Regions from separate parts of the Danio rerio genome. Here region 1 is linked to region 2. The links are chromatin contacts, called in public HiChIP or PLAC-seq maps. All regions are on one chromosome and are shown on one strand. The core of a region is the stretch at or near the end of the contact, and the rest is flanking DNA. Distances in the headings are between cores, read along the strand shown.

The links. HiChIP or PLAC-seq counts read pairs in DNA pulled down with a chosen protein or histone mark.
Region 1: a contact with region 2 is called in an H3K4me3 HiChIP or PLAC-seq map of embryo, with 2.6 times the contacts expected there. The contact joins the promoter of zc3h3 here to the promoter of mafaa in region 2. A contact is called at or near these places in 1 of 18 Hi-C or Micro-C datasets (an unstated tissue) and 1 of 4 datasets of contacts at active chromatin or transcription factors (embryo).

Annotation. Positions count from the first base shown.
Region 1 is chr6:35,351,458-35,357,032 of GRCz12tu, reverse strand. zc3h3 (zinc finger CCCH-type containing 3) reads left to right here and starts at 1,520. Exons shown (of 12, transcript XM_684588.6): 1 at 1,520-1,590; 2 at 2,716-4,138; 3 at 5,479-5,575. The coding sequence starts at 1,545. It overlaps cyldl (cylindromatosis (turban tumor syndrome), like), which reads right to left and starts at 1,422. Exons shown (of 15, transcript XM_003198803.5): 1 at 1,219-1,422; 2 at 409-1,044; 3 at 1-284. The coding sequence starts at 843.
Region 2 is chr6:35,221,943-35,227,891 of GRCz12tu, reverse strand. It overlaps mafaa (MAF bZIP transcription factor Aa), which reads left to right and starts at 3,138. Exons shown (of 1, transcript NM_001082940.2): 1 at 3,138-5,949. The coding sequence starts at 4,075. The coding sequence ends at 5,022.

The DNA.
Region 1 (5,575 bases), core at 271-2,770, 130 kb before region 2:
GTAGATATGAGAACCATTTTACCATCTTGCATGTCCTTTATATCCATAACCATGCCATGGTGAGGATTATTGTCAAAGAAATAGATTACTCTGTCTCCAACATCAAGAGGCTCACTTGATGTCATGGACAAGAGAGGTGGAGTTGATAGGGGTGGTGCTGAAGGCTTATGATCTATTGGTGTGATTCTTGTAAAAGGTGCAAATATTCCTGAGTTTTTGGAACATTTAAAGTATGTTTTGCCATAGTAGGAGCCATCATTTTGCCCCTTTCCTTTGTCGCCACCCTAAAAAAACAGAAGAGAAAAGAGCATTTCATTAAAACAAAAACTTTTTTTTTTTTTGCATTGCTACGAATTGTTCTCTATTCAACATTACAGAGACACACTTTCTCTTACACGAACAACTCACCTGTAGTTCCACCCCAAAGAATGTTCCTGCTAAAGGATTAATGCTGTAATCCGTAATACTGCCAATGTATCGAATTATACCTTTGAGTTGTTTCCCATTGTATTCCACATAAACCTGATCGTCTGTAGTCAGATTTGAGGCCTCCTGTAAAACCTTTTTATCTTTCAGTGCCAAAAGTCGGTCTTCATTAGGTTCAAGAGCCAGCAGTAATTCTGCTTCCCTGATGCTCAATGGCATCAGAAGAACTTTATCAAGGTCGGTTTCAAGTAAGCTACCCATACGAACTACAGGTAAAGTGTCTGTAGCCTTTCTTTTTAGCCTGGACTCATACTGTTGTTTATCTATGTAGCATATTTCACCAGCATCAATGAAGCTATTTGGTGAAGGAGGCTTCGCAGTGATAATGAAGTATATCTTCTTGTTGGCTGCGGCCATTTCTCAAAAGTGTCACTTGGAAAACTGAAGTATAACAAGCTTTCAGGTTGACAGCAGTGTTTCCAGCGTGGGCAAAATGTTCATTTATTTGCTCATTTCCTCTGAGCAATGCATGTTACTCTTGTCATTCAAATAATTCCAAAAAAACTAAGCGATTCATACAACTGCATTATTAGATGTAGGTGATAGTTTCTAGACACCCTGTAAAAATAGAAACAGTCAATCGTTAGTTTGCTACAAACTTCAAAAAAACTTTTTAATAATAAATAAGCACTTCAAAGTGACAATATAAAATAATAATTTAATTTTAAAATTACATTTCAATTTTATATTTAAACTTCACAAACATTTGAAGAGTTTATGCTCATTACTTACCGATGTCAATACTTTCGATTTCTGTTAAAAAAGTAAACTCAGCAGAACTCTAGCAGAACTATTCGTCTTTCTCTACATACGTTGTGTACTACGATTAAACGTTTACTAGAATTTAAAGAGATTGTCAGAAGTATATAATGGTGTTCTAAATAAAACTACCCCTGACATTCTGTGCTGTCGATGTTTTGTAAAGATAGGGGAAGTGTTTTTGAGCAAAACCAAAAGTAAAGAGTCATGTTGAGAGCCGTGTTGTGATTGGATGTTGGTTGTATACGTCATCACAGCCGGCGTCGCGGTTTTTATGACGGTCGTGTTTTGGTGTGAAGATGGCTGAACGTGAAGCGCTTAAGAGAGAAATAGAGGAGCTGCAAAGTAAGAGTGATTTCGTCATTTAATATGTTGAATTTATATCGTAATTCGACAATTGTTTTAGCCTTTTTCGAACCCTCTGCTGGTTTTTAGTTAACGTTACTCTTACCTTTTGAATTAACTGTTCAGTTACAACGTGGCTGACTTAACGGTTATTCCCTGAAGCTAAGATAACACTGCCCACAGTAACACCTTTCAATGTGGTTATGTGTTTGTAGTCTCTGTAATACATGTAATATCATGTATTTACGTTATTAGTAAAACTGTTGTTATACATAACGTCATCAGGTCAATAAACCAAGAAACTTGGTCACTTAAGTTAGAACTTTAATAAACAAGATATTTTTTTAAAGGTTACATTAACAAGACCCTATGCTAGAATGTCAATGAAAGTGATAGAATTGTATGGGTGTTTCTGCTTAATAATTTTTTATTAACTTAGTTTAAGATTATGCTGTTGTTTGTTTTCCTGACATGCTGTCACATGTGTTTTCTTGGAAGCTAATGAATGTGTAACTCATATTAAGTGATTTTGACTATTGTGTAACTTTTAAACCATGATTGTGTACATTGTCTGTGACATTATGACGGATAGACATGTTTAATGGCATAATGACCAGCAATTATGTATTTAAGTTCAGATTTTCGCACTGGATTTTTAGGGGATAAAGTAAAACTTAAATAAAACAAATACAAAAGGGTAAATAGCGAGTAATTAGTTAAAATGATAAAACAACACCATGGAAAAATATATATTTATATTTAGGTCAATAAATAAATTGGTATAATAACAAATAAATATAGGAATAAAAACCCATTATGCAATAATTATATAAAATAATACAAAATATGATTGCATACAGTTGATTGGTTCAAAATGATAATCAAAAGTTGATTATCAAAAATGATTAGAAGATTTAAACGAATACAAATTTATGTAATGATTTACCAAAAATTGTTCTCACAAGAGAGGATTTTAACAGGTTTCTTTGTAGAAATCCAATTTAAGGAAAATATTGTACATTACAGAATCTCAGAAAATCAAAAATCTAATGTGAATTATTCCATCTTATTAACTTTTTTACATAATCTGCTGTAATTTCACACACTTCCTCATGACTTTTGCAGACCTCATTAATGACTATAAAAGTACCCATGGTGACGTTCCATCAAGCGCTGGCCAATGGGGTCATCCCAGACGTGGTTTAAGGAGTGGCCAGGGCCAAGGTCGAGGTCATGCCGCACACTACACACAATCATATTCATCATTGCCACATATGGCTCATTCTTCTGGCAGCTGGAGGAAAACATACTCGCTTAACAACAAGACCAACAGGGCATCTGGGAGTCATGTATTCCATTCAGCTGTAAGCCATCCTTCTCTCCACATTAGCACATCTGGAGCAACTGCCACTGGGAGTAATGATGGACTTATTGGGAGCAACAGTGTTTCATTTAAAAAGCAGCAACCTAAACAAACCAAGGAAAAACCTGTACCATCTTCACACGGTGTTCAGTGTGACACTTCAAAAGAGAAGAAAAGTGAAGAGAGCACAAAAACGACAATGCTTTTGTCTGCAACAGAAAAAGTTCATCATGGCTGTTCCTCTACCAATGAAACAACTGACTCGACTTCATCATCGGGGTCTGAAAGAAAGATAAAACCCACTTTAAAATCATCAGCAGTGAACAATCCCTCTATTCCTTCAACTGTCAAAGCTGCAGCTCAGCTTCAAGTCAAACCACACCTCCCCCCTTCATCCTCATCCAATAGGACTGTTGTAATCCCATCTGCCAAAAAAGATTCTACTACGGCTTCTTCTGCCTCTAACCTTCAGTCTCAGGCTACAGTGAGTCCAGCAAAGCCCCAGGTAAAGCTAGACTCAACTCAGACACATGCAGCCTCACCATGCCATAAGAGATCTCAGTTTACTTGGGTAAAAAGCCAAGAAACGGTAAACATAAACAGCACACCTAAGCCACTAACCTCAGGATCTTCTCCTGGGATGATTTTCACCAGACGAGCCTCCAGCTCTAGTAAGAGGGTGTCTCGCAAGCCTAATAATTCCCCCGGAGCTCCTAAGACCTCAAAGTACACTTGGGTGTCTTCATCTTGCTCTTTGTCAACAGCTGGGAAAGCAAACCCTTCAGTGAAATTGCCACGCAAACCGCTTTCGCCAAAATCTCTTAAAGCCCCTGTAAGAACTTTTCAAGGTGGAATGGAGGGAATCAAGAAAGAAAAGAAGTATACCACAGTGACTGTGACGCCTTTAAAAAAGTCTAGAGCTGGTGCTGTCACTACATCCCATGCTAGTCATACCAGTCGCTATCGCTGGAAGGCGGCTGGACAAAATGCTAATGCAAGTACATCTAGTTCAGCTTCAAGGACGACCCATAAGAGCACTGTGTATCGGTGGACTGCTAACAACAATGGCCAAAAGGGGGAAAAGGGATCTACCTTGTCTCCTAATATCCCTGCTACAGCCGCATTGTCAGTTGGCGCCTTTAAGCTGAGGAGTCGAACCAAGATCATCAGACGATCTCCTAGCAAGTGAGTGTTTTGCTTCGGTAAAATTGTAGAATGTACCACAAAAGCAGAAAATATGTGAAGTATTTTTTTTGGGATGCACAAATATTAAAACTTAATGGCCAGCTCAATATAATAAACAATTGTTTTAATTCCATTTTCTGATAAATGCCACTTGTTTGTCTGAATAAATGAATAAGCGCACTTAAACTTAGTTGTGTTAAATGCTACAGATGGATTATTGAGATTAGCAATTGTATTTATGTAAAAACAAAACAACACAGAGTACTTATTCTTGCACATTTTTAACAAGTAATTTAACAGACATTTTCATCTAAAGCAACTTGTATGTATTTATTCTTGTGCAAAATATGAAAGAATAAGTGATCATACTCTTATTTTAAATTATTAAATTATAGGGGGACATGGTGGCTTAGTGATTAGCACTGTGGCCTCATAAAAAGAAGATCACTGGTTCTTGTCTTGGCTGGGCCAGTTGGCATTTTTGTGTTGAGTTTGCATGTTCTCCCAATGATGCCGTGGGTTTCCTCAGGGTGCTCTGGTTTCCCCCACAGTTCAAAGAAATGTGCTATTGATGAATTGAATAAACTAAATTTGCCGTAGTAGTGTATGTGTGTGAATGTATATGGGTAGTTTCCCAGTACTGGGTTGCAGCTGGAAGGGCATCCGCTGTGTAAAACATATGCTGCATTAGTTGGCGGTTCATTCTGCTGTGGTGACCCCTGATGAATAAAGGGACTAGGCTGAAGGAAAATTAATGAATGAATGAATGACTAAATCAGGATAACAAATGGGTAAAACCCCAGTGCTTTGAAGGAGAGCGAGTATATAGTTTTAAATGTACAATTAATTAGTATTTTGGTTATTTTATAAATTATGTTCTAAATATTTGTATTAAAATTGTAACTGCATTGTATTTTGTTCTTAATTATTACCTCTGAAGACTGTTTCCAGTGGGTTTCTGTAAATCATAGTAAAGATGCATGATTTTAGTCATATTTTTTTTCTCAGAAGATATACAGATTCAAAATACAGATTCAAATAAATGAAATCAATGCAAATGGTAATTATACATATAAATCTTTAGAGTTTGATCATTTTAAATTGTAGAGTAATTGCTAGTAGTCTCAAATGTCTGTTAGTGGCTTTAAAATTTTCCTAAACTGTCCTCTAGATGGCAGCACATTGTAACTTAATGCTTTGTTCCCTGTTTACATTCAGTTGAGCTGATAATCTTTTTAACTGACAAGGAACCAAACAAACAAGCACACACAAAACTATTTCTTATTTATTAACACGTTTTATTCATTTTTTTTATTTAATGCATTTTTTTCTTGAAACAGTCCCTGCTTAGAGAGAAGACACAGTCCCAATGTGCAGACTTTAAAGAGTCGGTATTCCTTGTGGAGGAGGACACACACTCAGGTGAAGAGTCCAACC
Region 2 (5,949 bases), core at 1,889-4,388:
TTAGATTATACATCTGTATAGTTACATGATAATCACCCTAAACTACAATCTAAGGCATCGTTACAATTAAGTTAAAGTTGCTGATTAATACGGTTTCTAAAACTGTTGTGCTGCTTTTTGTCAGCTGGCTCTTTATGGCTCACTTTTCTGCTGAGAACTTCATAGAAGTTTGTATACTTGTTAGTTTGAATATAGCCAAGCGATTATTGCTGAGTATTTGAATGGGAATTTTGTGAGATTTTGAGACCCACAAAAACCTGCTTTCCAAACCTTCTTCTGATAACCCCCTACTCCACCTCACACCTCTCAACTGCTGTATTTTGGCTAAAGACGGGTTAACCGGACAAATCCGTTTCACTCATATTCATAGTTGTCCAATCCAAACCCCCCCTTCTCTCTTTTACACTATCAAACTCCTTTTTTTCTCCTTGGCCATGCTGATGTCCATTTTGCTTAAATCGGTAGAACTGCACCAGCAGCTAACTCCCAATATGCAAAGGCACAATGAAAGCCCTGACTTCAAAAATTTATGTCTCAAGCCCTCGGCCACATCCACACCCACCCACCTCCGCTCACTGAATGGACGATGGCAGATCTTCTTAAATGTGGCATTTTCAAAGCGGACTGCTTAGCTTGGACTTTGAGGTCCACTCGTGCTTATTTGATAAAACCCCCATAATGACTTAGCGCACCTTCAACTTCAAATACCTTGATATGATTTGTCCCGTCCTCTTAGGCTCCTTTTCTTTTTTCCCCTCCGTTGGCAGATTTGAGCCTCAAGCGTGTCTGTATTTCACTCATTGGCACCTGGAAAGGAAGTCTTAGCATGTTACGTAAAGTTAGAAAAGGCCTCAGTCGTATAGTGAGAAGTTATTTATGCAGCAGATTTTATTCTGATATTGATATAAGCACTTTGAAATCATGCTAAGTGGCAGTGATTGTTACATCAGTAACCTTTAAAGGGGTAATACAGTAAAAAAAATATCCAAATTCTGTCTTCATTTACTCACCCTCCACTTGTTCCAAACCTGTTTGAGCTTATTCTTATTTTGAAGAATGTTGAAACCCAAGAGCAATTGAATTCAATAGTACTTTTTGCCTACTATAGATGTCAAAGGGCACCACCTTTCAGCATTATTCAAAATATCTCCTTTTGTGTGTTTAAGAAAGAAACTCACCACACTCTAGGTGAGTAAATGAAGAGTGCATTTTTTTTTTTTTTTTGGTGAAATTTTCATTTAATGTTACAAAAACCTTTTTGTACAAAAAAATGTTCTTTAGAGTGGACAATTTGTTCTTTAAATTATGAAAATGTTCTTCTAACTAAGAAAAAACGATCCTTTTAACAACTTTTCACTGATGAGATCACCTTGAAAACCTTTTTTGGTTCTTTCTAGCACCTTTATCTGAAAGATTGTTGGTTTAAACTGGTCAGTTTTATGCATTAGGTGATGGTTATTTAATGAAGGATTGCTGAATAGGTCTCTTTCTCTCTTATTTTAACAATGCGCTAGTGATCTATATTCCTTACTCTGCGATAAGGAGCTCGTGTTAGACTGACCCTCATCTTCTGGTACTTCTTTCAGCGCGCGACCGGCTCCTCTGATTAAGACATATGCTATGGTGATGAAGGCGCGCGCTGCGTGGGGCTTAATTATTTGTCGATCCGCGCAGATGAGTCGAGATGCAATTAGAGGTTAATTGCGAAAGAAATCCGGAGCGTGGCTGGCACTGGCGAGGCGGATCATAATTAACTCACCCGCACAAATTGCGCATTTTTCCCTATCCGGCGGAAATGTGGATTGATTTTATTGCTGGATCACGCGTTATTGAGTTCATCACCGCCTATAGGTCATAAGCGGGGAGGAAAGTTGCGTGTGTGTTATCCTATCAGATCAATACACTGAATGACTGTCACGGCGCATCGAGGAAATATGCAGTTTAATAGATAATTATCTAATCAATTAAACTTTAAACGGTCTGTCCAATCACACTAGAGATTTCTTTTCACCCCAAACAATTATCGTCATGTCATAACTCCTGAATTTCCAACGATAGGACGTTTTGATAAAAAATAATTGAATCAATATTTAAATGTTAATGAACATTTGTTGTGAAATGGAATGTGATGCTGCGTTATTGTTAAATTATACTTATATTAATGTATTTTGCAAAGAAGAAAAGAGGAGCACGTGTAGTTGCTGGCAAAATTCCAAACGTATTTTATAACTCCATAAGAGGTTTTAAAAACCTTTCCCTCCACTTTAAAGAGCATTTTGTGAAAATGAAAAGGATCTGTGGATACTAAGTTTTTTACTCTTAAAAATAAAAGTGTTTTATTGTTGTTTCATGAAGAACATCTGTGGGACCTTTCCATTCCATATAAGGTTAGATTGTTATTAAAATGTTCCCCACACTAAATGAACTTCATTTTTAATACTTTGGCTTTTTTGTGAAAAGTTAAAGCATATGTTTAAACTATAGTTTCACCATTTAAATTTATCATCTCATTTAAAACTTTTCTTTAAAGAACTGTTCATTGAAATGTTCTATGGGAACCAAAATTTGATAATCCATGCATGCAGTCCAAAAAATATATATTTTTCAGTACATTTTGAGCAAGTAAAGCATTTGACGAATGAATAGTCGATTTTATATAGCAAGTATTTCAGTGAGCAGTTCTTAAAAGTAAGTTTTCTCTTGACCTTTTTGTTTAAAATACCATTTCCCTACTATGAAGGGTGTGTAATGGAAAAGGTTCCACTCTGAAAGTAAAAATGTTCTTTATTGGCATTGATGGCTACATGAAGAACCTTTAACATCATGCCCAACATACGAAAAAAAATATCTAAAAATATAAAAGGATCTTATAATAACTTTTCATTGGGAACCTAAAATGTCCTGCAGGTATTCTTTTAGAACACCTAGTATATTATAAAATGCATAGGCTATTATACAAAATATAGATCACCACTATTATTTATTACATTGTACAATGAGCTGTATTCATCTGTTTTTACCGAGCACAGAGTTACATATAACGTTTAAGAAGTGTTTGCTCTTTTCTAGATAAACATTTTCTAAGTAAGACAAGCTGGGCTATTCCCTTTCCTCGCGTTCACCTTCCACGTCGCTAGGGGGCGGGAGGAACACCTGTTTCAGCGCGCTGTCAGCTGCTGCGCGCTCGCCTCAGCTGCCACAGAGAGGCGTTGCTCTCAGAATATGCATGCCTACTGCTGGGCTTTCTCCTATTGGTCCGTCCCGTTGTCTGGGTGGGACGCTCAGATGGGCCATGTGTATAAAGTGGTACATTGCCCCTTTCAGTGCTCCAGTGATACTGCGTGTCAGCGGTGGACAACAGTGCAAAAATAAGTTCAAGCCGTAAACTGTGACAGCAGTCTATAACTTTAAATCTGTCCACGGAGAGAAGTAAACTGAGCCAGAATTGCGCATTGTTCGCCGGGCTGTGTTGGAGGCACGTCCCACCAGAGGATCTTACGGAGATTTGTCAGACACACACACATATTGTTGCGGTCCACTTCTGCTGCCGGTTGTGCCAAAAGCATCATTCCTTTGGACTTTGAGGTAAAGTCTGACGTGTTCTGAACTTGATGCACGCGCGTTGTGTGTCGGACTTTTCTCGACATGTGAAGAAAGTTCATGGACGATTAAAGTTGCCAGCAGTTAGAAGGAACTAAACCGCAGAGGTGAAGAAGGATATTTGAAGTCTCGTTGCTCTAAGGACGATTTCTCTGCAACCACACGTGTGCTTTACCACAGCGAAGTGAGGACGAGTAAGGTTGGTGGTTTTGAATTCACGAGTCTCAAGTTTCTGCCACCCTGGCCAGTGATATTAACGCGTGAATTTGACCTGGGATAAGTTGTCAACACGAGGCAAAGTGGCAGGTGTATAAGTACATTTAAATGCATGGGCATATGTTTTTCTATAAATAGAAGCTCGTGCCAATGTATTAGACCCTGGCCTGTCATCTTAACTAGTCGTCTTCATCATAATCCCAGTGAAACACGCGTGACGCTTTGGCTGTTAGGGTAGGTGTCGTCGCATGGACTGACATGGCCACCGATCTCGCCATGAGCGCAGAATTGCCCAACAGCCCTCTGGCTATTGAGTATGTCAACGACTTCGACCTCATGAAGTTTGAGATCAAGAAAGAGCCCCCGGAGGCTGACCGCTATTGCCACCGTCTTCCCCCGGGCTCACTGTCCTCCACCCCAATCAGCACACCCTGCTCATCGGTGCCTTCCTCGCCCAGCTTCTGCGCCCCCAGCCCTGGATCGCAGCCTGGCCAGAACCTCGTAAACGGCGTCAACAACAATAACAACAACAGTGGCAACGGTAACAACAACACCCAAGGCTCCTCGGGCAAACCGCAGATGGAAGATCTCTACTGGATTCCCAATTATCAGCATCACATCAGTCCAGAGGCCCTCAACCTGACGCCCGAGGACGCAGTGGAAGCGCTCATCGGTAACGCGCACCACCACCACCATCATCATCACCACCAGCCCTACGAGGGATTCCGCGGGCAGCAGTATGTGGGAGAAGATCTCTCTGCAGCCACGAACGGTCACCACCATCCGGTGCACCACCACCATCATCACCACGGCCACCACGCACACGCGCGCCTTGAGGACCGCTTCTCGGACGAGCAGCTGGTGAGCATGACAGTGCGAGAGCTCAACCGGCAACTTAGAGGCTTCAGCAAAGAAGAGGTGATCCGTCTCAAGCAGAAAAGGCGAACCCTGAAGAACCGCGGCTACGCGCAGTCGTGCCGCTACAAGCGCGTGCAGCAGCGCCACATGCTCGAGAGCGAAAAGTGCACGCTTCAAAGCCAAGTGGAGCAACTCAAGCAAGACGTGGCGCGCCTGATCAAAGAGCGGGACCTGTACAAGGAGAAGTACGAGAAGCTCGCGAGCCGAGCCTTTAACGGCGGCGGCAACACTCGGGACCCGTCCAGCGGCAATCACGTTAAAACCACTTCCACGGATTTCTTCATGTGAGAGTGATTCTTGTTAAAGACTTTTCCCCTCACCAACGTATTTGTTTTTTATGATTTTCAGTGTAAATTTTAATTTGAGTTGTTTTTATACACACTCAGAGGTTCACTTTAGAACATACACTCTTTTAAATAAAAGTTGTGCGGTCTGATGCAAATGCAGAACATATTTTTATTTTGTTCAGGATCTTTAAAAAGAACTAAGATAACCAATAGAAATCTGGGGAGCCCATATAGTCAAAGCCAAACCTTTTCTTCCTAAAAGTGCCACCCACTTTTATAGCCGCTGAAGTTATTGATTAGAAGTTATTTGTTGAACTTTAAGTGCTGAAAAGAAACTGCATAAACGTTATTTATGAGAGTGTATAACCTAACATTACAGCGCCATATTTAAAAATCTTCACTTCTTTTGTATGTACCTACTGCACCATAAAAGTCTTAAGGTTAGTGTAATGTTAGGATTATATTCCACAAATACTGCACGGACCCTTTTACTTCATAAAACCTCCGATCAAAATATGGGATCATTCATAACCTCCAGACACATCAATTTTGGATTTTGTCTTTTTTTTTGTTTGTTTGTTTTAGTAATAGGTTAACAGCAAACCCCGACTTGTTTGTGTCAGAGACATAAAATCGCCTCCTTAATCTTTTTTTTTTATTTAATTTTTTTTGTCTTAACGGATTGACTAGTCTTAATGGCGATGAGGAAAAAAAACTGGAACGAAATGGACTTCTGATGGAGCGATGATAGCATTAAAACATAAGCCAGAAAGGGAGATAGCAATACATCATTGACTTTTCTCAGTTATGAACTGAGGTTGAGGGGACTTGTGAACTTTGAGGGCCCTCAAGCATTGCTCAAGTCTGCATTACCCCACCAATCCTGCATGCGGGACATGTATGGTACTCCAAACGCGTCAGGTCCTTT